3 separate regions of the Mus musculus genome follow, and all the other regions are linked to region 3. The links are chromatin contacts, called in public HiChIP or PLAC-seq maps. All regions are on one chromosome and are shown on one strand. The core of a region is the stretch at or near the end of the contact, and the rest is flanking DNA. Distances in the headings are between cores, read along the strand shown.

Evidence for each region. HiChIP or PLAC-seq counts read pairs in DNA pulled down with a chosen protein or histone mark.
Region 1: a contact with region 3 is called in an H3K4me3 HiChIP or PLAC-seq map of bone marrow-derived macrophages, with 7 times the contacts expected there. The contact joins two enhancer-like sites.
Region 2: an H3K4me3 HiChIP or PLAC-seq map of bone marrow-derived macrophages shows a contact between it and region 3, with 5 times the contacts expected there. The contact joins two enhancer-like sites. A contact is called at or near these places in 1 of 39 promoter capture datasets (the C10 cell line), 4 of 115 datasets of contacts at active chromatin or transcription factors (the 230-238 cell line, bone marrow-derived macrophages, memory CD8 T cells and 1 more) and 1 of 9 other capture datasets (liver).

What each region holds. Positions count from the first base shown.
Region 1 is chr11:54,111,660-54,114,359 of GRCm38.p6, forward strand. P4ha2 (procollagen-proline, 2-oxoglutarate 4-dioxygenase (proline 4-hydroxylase), alpha II polypeptide) reads left to right here. Exons shown (of 16, transcript NM_001136076.2): 6 at 2,478-2,615. Among named protein-coding and RNA genes, the nearest start is that of P4ha2, 12 kb to the left of the region's middle. Within about 2 kb of position 1,447, at least 172 of the 459 cell types and tissues checked have an H3K27ac peak or open chromatin away from gene starts, as enhancers often do. A contact at or near this core is called in bone marrow-derived macrophages, where this site is marked.
Region 2 is chr11:54,951,558-54,954,257 of GRCm38.p6, forward strand. All of the region lies in intron 2 of Tnip1 (TNFAIP3 interacting protein 1), which reads right to left. Among named protein-coding and RNA genes, the nearest start is that of Tnip1, 10 kb to the right of the region's middle. Within about 2 kb of position 1,309, at least 47 of the 459 cell types and tissues checked have an H3K27ac peak or open chromatin away from gene starts, as enhancers often do. A contact at or near this core is called in bone marrow-derived macrophages, where this site is marked.
Region 3 is chr11:54,561,546-54,564,245 of GRCm38.p6, forward strand. The region is part of intron 5 of Rapgef6 (Rap guanine nucleotide exchange factor (GEF) 6); the gene reads left to right. Among named protein-coding and RNA genes, the nearest start is that of Rapgef6, 40 kb to the left of the region's middle. Within about 2 kb of position 1,411, at least 7 of the 459 cell types and tissues checked have an H3K27ac peak or open chromatin away from gene starts, as enhancers often do. A contact at or near this core is called in bone marrow-derived macrophages, where this site is marked.

The sequences.
Region 1 (2,700 bases), core at 197-2,696, 450 kb before region 3:
CCCAGTAGTAACATTTTCTAATTATACTTCAGTAATACATATTTTATAACAGACTTCAGGTACGTAAAATATCACATAAAATCACGATGTTTAATCCAATAACTCCATGATAAGCACCATTAAAACTATAATCTCGGGGAATGGAGAGATTGCACAGTGGTTAAGAGAGCTGGTTGCTCTTGCCGAGGATCCAGATTTGGCTCCCAGAACCTATATGTTGGCTCACAACCATCTGTATTTACAGTTCCCGGTAATATGACCTCTTCCTCTCACCCCTGGTGCAGACACACATGCAGGCAGAACTCTCATTCATACACAAAAAATAAACCTTTAAAATCATTTTTAAAAACTCTAACCTTGGGCTGGTGAGGTGGCCCAGTGGGTGAAGCCCTTATCATCCAAGTGTGAGAACTGAAGTTTGCATACCCACAAGCCATGTAGAGCCAGGCGAGTGCGTCTGGCATCATCCCAGCTCCAGGCAAGTGAGTCTGGCATCATCCCAGCCCTCAGGAGGCAGAGATGAGATTTCCCAGGCAAGCTGGCTAGCTAGACTCGCTGACCCATGAGCTCTGGGATCATGTGGGCGCTCCTGCCTCAGTAAATAAATAGAGGGTGATTGACGAAGACAAGTGACTTCAAATTTGAGCTTCCATATACATTCGCATGCATCCGTATGCACCCATCCACAAGAAAACACACGTACGCATACACGTTTATAAACGTTCATACACACCAAAAGAATCCGCTTATGTGTACAAACATGTTATTAAAAACTGGAGCTATGCATGGCCTAAAGGATTAAAACTCACTTGCTTTAAAGGATGAATGAATTAAAAATAAGCCAAGTGGGCGGAGGCAAGCTGGGTAACAGAGGCTTCATCTGAATATGTCCTACATGTGTCTCTTACGCACAACGCATGTCTGTGTGGAATTGACACAAACGTGCGCTCAGTCCTGCGTTTCCCAGGTTCTGTAGATGCAGCTTAAGTGTGCCTGTGCCGTGACTGTAATGACGGTATGGTCATCTCGTAGTGCACCTGGAGTTGTTTCCAATTTTTCAGCCCTCTTTTACATGCATTTTGGGTCTGCCTCTGATTATTTTTCTAAGCTAAATGACCTAGAAATGGTATTTACAGGGCAGAGCATAGATTTGTTTTTCTGGGGTAGTACCTTCTGCGAGTGAACACGTTCCTGTTACCCAGAGGAGAGGATATCGGTAATGGAAGGGTGGGCTGGAGGTGGGCCACGGGCTTCCCAGCCTCAGGCTGGGCCGGGCCTCTTCACTTCGCTGAGTGCTGATTAACTTCAGACTAGCTGTCTCTCTGGCTGAGACTGGTTACAGCCACGTGACCCGCCTGGGTTGGGGTTGGCTGGGGGCTGGGTAGTCTCTGGGGAGGGATTGGTGAGCTCAGAGCGGCTGGAGCTGTGCCTGTGAGCTCACAGCCTCCAGAAGCCACTGCCTTTCCCAGACCCCACCCCCCTTCACCCTCCCTTCCTGGGCTGGGCCTGCTGCACAGAACAGCTCAGAACAGGCTGTTCTGCCTGCTTTCTGGAGAGGTAGGCAAGGAAGCCCGCACAGATGCAGACAATAGATCTCCACGCTCCGACGTCTGATCTTGTCGTCCCCACTCCCTCCATTGCCATGTGGAAATGCTGTGATTACCTGGAAGGTGATTACACGTCCCGAGAGCAATCGCTTATTTTCATCTCTGATGTTGGCTGCTTGCCCCTGAGATAAGGGGGAACCCTGACAGTACCGTGTGGCTATTTCTAGGGGGTTTTCTTTTTTCCTGTATACTAAAGTCTTCCAAGTTTCTGACCACATATCTGTGAAGGAGACGATGTAGCAGCTCTTTGACACCCTGGCTTGGTGTGATGAGAGGGGATAGCAGGGGATGCTGCTACTCTTGGAAAGGGGCCAGGGATAGAATGTGTTGGAGCGCCCCTCCCAGTCCCCAGTTCTTAGGCAAATTCAAAGGCCTGAATCATTAGTATAGCAAGGCCTGGCTTCTACTTAGAGCCCTAAAATAACAGGAGCTGTGTCTCTGGCTTGGGACCAGGGCTTAGGGCCCTGGAAAAAGCCACCTGGGGCCGCTTCAGGGGTCAAATCTGTCTAGGCTCTGGGCTGTGGCCTTGGGTATTAGGAAGCTCATACCCTGCCTACTGAACTCTTATGTGCTAAGTTGTGTGCAGGGCTTTTTGGTTCCAAATGAACAGCACAGGGAGGGCTAAGAAAGTTCTGTAGAGGAGCCCCCAGATAGGACTTCACAAGGAAGGGGAGTGAGTTATTATTGTTGTTTCGACTATTATTTTGGTGTCGCACCCCGAATGTGTGCCAGACAGGTGTTTCATCACTGAGCCCCCAGCCTGCTGACAGCCTTTGAGGGAAGGCACAGGGAAATCTCATTAGCCAGAAACCTAGGTAGTGACTGTCCGCTGGGTCAAGAGTGACCTGTGTTCTCACTGTCATTTGGAAGGTTTTGTCGCTAACCTCTCAGTTCAGCGGCAATTCTTCCCCACTGATGAGGACGAGTCTGGAGCTGCCAGAGCCCTGATGAGACTTCAGGACACGTACAAACTGGATCCGGACACGATTTCCAGAGGGGAACTTCCAGGTAACACACCTCCATTTGCTTCTGTCTCCCCGCTGTCTGGACAGGTCAGACTGCTTAGATGCGACTCACTGTTGCTGTTGGTGCT
Region 2 (2,700 bases), core at 59-2,558, 390 kb after region 3:
CTAGAACCCAAGTTCACTCATGGTAGGTAAGCACTCCACTAACTGAGCCATACCCTCCACCCAACATCTGGGACAGAGCAAAGGACCAACACAGAGAGGGCTTGGCACAGAACGCAGGCCAGGAAAGGGTTTGAGGTGAGTTATCCAGAGGCCTGGGAAGTGGGGTTACTTGCCGCCTGGGGCTAAGACTCTAACAGCCTCAGCCATAGCCTCAGCCAGTATGCAGACAGATCTCCCACAATGCTGAGGGGTGACACTGCCATCCCTTAGAGCTGCGTGCAGAACCTACCTGGTCTGCACTAGGAGCTGTCAGTCACAGGGGAGTAGGAGACAGTTCTAGCCTCACAGTTAGCACTGAGACCCACCAGCTCGGCTGCAGCCCAGCCATCTGAGTGTCCAGACAGACATTCCCATGCCTGGGATCTTTGGGGGGTCTTGCCCAGCCCAGTTAACAGCTCCCCAACTAAGCACAACCTTACACACTATCTGCTATGTCCATCCAGCCCCCTAAAAGGCCCAGGCCCTACTCTGTACCTTCCATCTTTCCAGGGCCCCCATCACTTACTTCTGGAAATCCCTCGTTATCAATCAGGTGCTCCTGAAAGACTTTATACCCAAGCCACATCCACGGTGGCTAGCCTGTCCCCTGGCTCCTGATGCTGTCACAAAGAGCTCCCAGCCAGGAGGAGCCCTGGAAGGCAAAAACAAGCTCTGGCATACAGATACAGCCTGACCACCACCCAGCTGAAGGCAGCTGAAACACTTCCTCCTGCGATCCATCCTAGAACTCACGGTTGGAGATCAGGCGGGCCTTGAAGTCAGAGAGATCTGCCTTCCTCTGTCTCCTGAGGGCAGGGAGTAAATGTCTGCATCACCATACTTGGCTCACAAATAAATCTACTTTAGATCATGATAAATGAATGAACAAAGTAGTAACATGACAGAAAGTGAGAGGGCTGTGTGTTTTGCATAGGAAGAGCAGGGAAGGCCCCCTCTCAGGAGGTGACATTTGAGCTGAGACTTGACAGATAAGGAAAAAGCAGCCATGGGAAGGGCTAGAAACTGGTCAGGGCATTTGGGATGGCAGGCATAAGGGCTCAGTGTGAGAACAGGCTGAGAACACACACGGCTGGGAAAAAGCAGGTAGCAGGGCCTGCCAAATCACAGTGGGCACAGAAGGGAGCCAGCACCCAGGGGAGGGAGGCATACAAATAACCTTTCAGAGCACCACCATACTCAAACCAGGTCCGTCTGACCCAGCCGGGACATCCGGGCCAGAGACACAGTACTGGGGGTGAAGGAATGAGTCAGACCCATGGCTTCCTGGGGCCCCAAGGGAGCTGCTACGGGCATCCAGGGACAGGCACCCACACCCACAGGTCACCCACGTGGAGGGGACAACATGACCAGATATATAAAAATACTGAATGCTCCCATCTGTTGCTCCCAGAGGGTAAAGATTAAATGTGTCCACAGAGGACTAATACCTAACTAATTTCCCAGGACACAGTCATGACGACAGTCTAAGCCAGCAGCAGAACATAGCCCTTGGGACTAGGGGTGTACTTTACTTGGTACAGGGCTTGCCTAGCATAAATGAAGCTCTGGGTTCAACCCCACAGTACCCTATAAACCAGGCATAGTGGTGCATGCCTCTAATGCCAGCACTCAAACTGATGCAGGAGGATCAGAAGTTTTGAAGGCCAGCCTGGGCTATAAAGAACCCTATTACAAAATAAAACAAAATAACAATTTAGAACTGGCCAGATAGCTCAGAGAGTAGAGGTGTTTGTCACAGCAACCTGAGTTCAAGTCCAGAAACCAGTATGATAGAAGGAAAAAGACAACTGGTGAAAGTTGTCCTCTGACTTCCACTTGGGTATGGATACCCAGGCACACACTCACCTCCAAGTACAAATGAATACATGTAAAATTGAAATCGGACAGAGGGTCCAGCTAAAATATGAGACACTATCAGGTCAGAAAGAATAAATGACATCAGGCATGGTGGAACACCCCTGTAGTGCCAGTAGGCACAGAGAGCTGCAGGGTTAAGGTCAGCCTGGACTAAGAAACTCTCTCTCAAAATAAATAAATAAATAAATAAATAAATACGCAAAAGAGTAAATAATTTCTGAATGTAAAAACTACACATTTAAAAAACTTTTCAGGCCAGGCAGTGGTGGCGCACACCTTTAATCCCAGCACTTGGAAGGGAGACAGAGGCAGGTGGATTTCTGAGTTCCAGGCCAGCCTGGTTTACAAAGTGAGTTTCAGGACAGTCAGGGCTACACAGAGAAACCCTGTCTCAAAAAACCAAACAAACAAACAAAATTTATGGTTAGGAGTCACCACAACATGAAGACCAGCATTAAAGGTCAGAAGCCAACTTCTCAGTGTAAGGTTACTAGAATTACCATTATGCGTTAGTTTTACAGGCCATTTACTAGATACAAAGGAACGCTGAGCCTGCTTAGCTAGTGTGAATATTCCACTCTCCCAACACAATGTCCTCCCTCAAGGACCAAAAAACAATTCTGTGAGTCCTCCGACAGTCCACTCACAAGTGTGAATTCCCCTCTACCACACCCCTCATTGTTGGCACTGTGAGTAAGAGCTGATCAAATCCCACTCTGACTGACTGTGAAATCAAAATGAGGCATCGGGAATTCACACGGTTCCCACACTGCCATTCAACAA
Region 3 (2,700 bases), core at 161-2,660:
TCTGACACTTCTGTTGTGGTTGAAATGATGTCTAAAATGATAATAGAGGTAACATGTCCCAAATTTGGTAACTTTCTTTACCTGTTCCACCAGAAAATTAAAAAGTAGGCTCGGGGGAATGCGGAGAGGAAATATGTGTATCTCTGTCTGTGTGTCAACGAAGTGGGGAGGCCTCTTTAAAGGGACATAATTTTTTTCCAGTGTTTTTTCCTTTGCCAGTAATGGAGTCAGTAAACTTCAGATGAGCTGAGGGGAAGAGCTAGAGAAAATAAAGGCACATAGGAAATCGGCCCAAGTAAAAATAGTTTGTTTCCAATACTTGTACTCTTTAATAATTTGAGATAATATTTCATTTAGACTTGTGTTTAATGAATATATTTTTATTTTCCATAAGAGCCTAGATAGTTGTTAGAACTCTAGAAAATTTGGCTTTTAAAAAGAGTTATATTTATATGTATGTATATTATGTATGATTGTTTTTCCTGCATGTGTGTAAGTGAACTACATGTGTGCAGTGTCCACAGAGGTCTAAAGAGGGTATTGGCTGCCCTAGAACTGTAGGTGGTCAAACTGCAGTGGATAACAATGTGCTTTAATACTTAGTGCACATGCAAGAGGTATATAGCATGTTTATGTATCAGGAAAAGTCAGGAAGTCATTTTAGGCTACAGTCATCTTACATTTGCTGTTTGAAACGTGGAGCTGTTATCTCTTTTTTGTAAAGGGAGTTTGTTTGTGATGTTGTTGTTGTTTTAGAAAATGTTTAAAAACCAAGCTAAGCTCTGGCTACTGGTTGTGCTTAAGTTCCTTGAGATCCCCTCAGTGAAATGCATGCCAGCATGTTTAAAGCCCAGAGTTTATTCTGGCATTTTACCATGTCCTTTTTATTTACTAAGACTTAGAAATCGTTAGCTTACATTTTCATGTACCTATTAATTTATCACCAGGTTGTTTAAGTATTTGACTGGTGGGAGGGTTCATCAGGTAAAGGTCCTTGCCACCGAGTCTGACAGCCTGCTCTCCAGAAATTGTTCCCTGACCTCCACCATTGGTGTGGAGTGTGTGGGTGGGGAGTAAATAATGTAAGAAGATGTTAATAAAAAGTGTTTAAGGATTGTTAATTTTTGGCTGGGTGGTGGTGGCGGCCCACTTAATCCCAGCACTCAGGAGGCAGAGGCAGGCGGATTTCTGAGTTCGAGGCCAGCCTGATCTACAAAGTGAGTTCCAGGACAGCCAGGGCTATACAGAGAAACCCTGTCTCGAAAAACAACAACAGCAACAAAAAACAAAAACAACAACAACAAAAAAAGAATTGTTAATTTTTAAACGAGTAAACTTAATGTGCAACTAGTTACAAGCCAGACGTCATGATTCTCGCTTTAATTCAAGCACTTGGCCAGGAGGTGGCAGGATGAACATGATTTCAAAACCATATGATGAGTCAGGCGGCATGGGTTACTTAAGACTTTGTCTCAAAGAGAAAAAAAGAAGAGGAAGAGAGAAAAAGAAGAAAGAGGACTAGGGTGAGGAGACATATATTACTAGCCAGAATACTAACTAACATACATACATACATACATACATACATACATACATACATACATACATGCATACAGAAAATTACTGCCTAGAATTTTAATGTGCACATTTAATGTATTAAATATGCCTTTAAAAAATATTTAACAATGAATTTCCCTTTATACCTCTTTATCATCTTTTTCCCCTTTAAGAAACAAAGTATTTTCATTAGCTGGCAACAATGTAAAGGAAACATTTAAGAGAATTTAAAATAACCCAGGACCCAGATCAAAAACACTCCCATTGGCGAAACCTAGGGACATTTGGGAATTCAAATAAAAATTTATAGTGGTGATGGTGCCTTCATATATCATACAAGTAGTTAAAATCTTGATGATCTGAAGAAATGAAGAAGGATGATGAGCTAGCACTCCTTGATGGTAGAATGCCAACTAACAAATGGTAAGGAAACACTTGGCTTACAATTGGTAAAACTAGGGAGGCTAATGTTCAGTTAGGCAACAGAATACTTAGGACATCACAGAGGATGTTCCTAGCAATTATTTATAAAGGGGACATTACTAAATTTCTGATGTTAAAATATGGCAGATTTTCATCAGAATAGTAATTACTGCTACTGCTATTTTATATATACACACAAACTAATGGGATATTACTCCTGTTGTGACAACACTGAGAAGAAGAAAGGTCATGACTAGAATGTATTCTTGTTCAGCATTCATACTTAAACAAAAGTCACAAATTATCAGACAAATTAGAGAATGTTCTACAAATTGATGAGATCTCAATGACAGGAGATAGAACAGTCATGGAACCATTCTAAAAGACATAAATATAGCATCTAATGAACATAATGGTTGTTTTTCTTTTGACTACTGGACAGTGGAGAATTGTAAATCCTGTTAGCAACATGGCATACAGGTAAGATACTATTGAAACCTTGATTTTGATAACTGTTTTGCTAATATGAGAAAGTTCAAGGGATAAGAAAATGCATGTTGATAAATTTCATGAGAAATAGACAATGTCCCTCCAGTTACTTTTTAGAACTGTTTTTGCTGATTCATCTGTGTTTATAATGCTTTATTAATTATAGTAGAAAATAATCCAATATTTCAGAATGTATTAAAATGTTGAGAATTCATTGAAATATTTGATCTC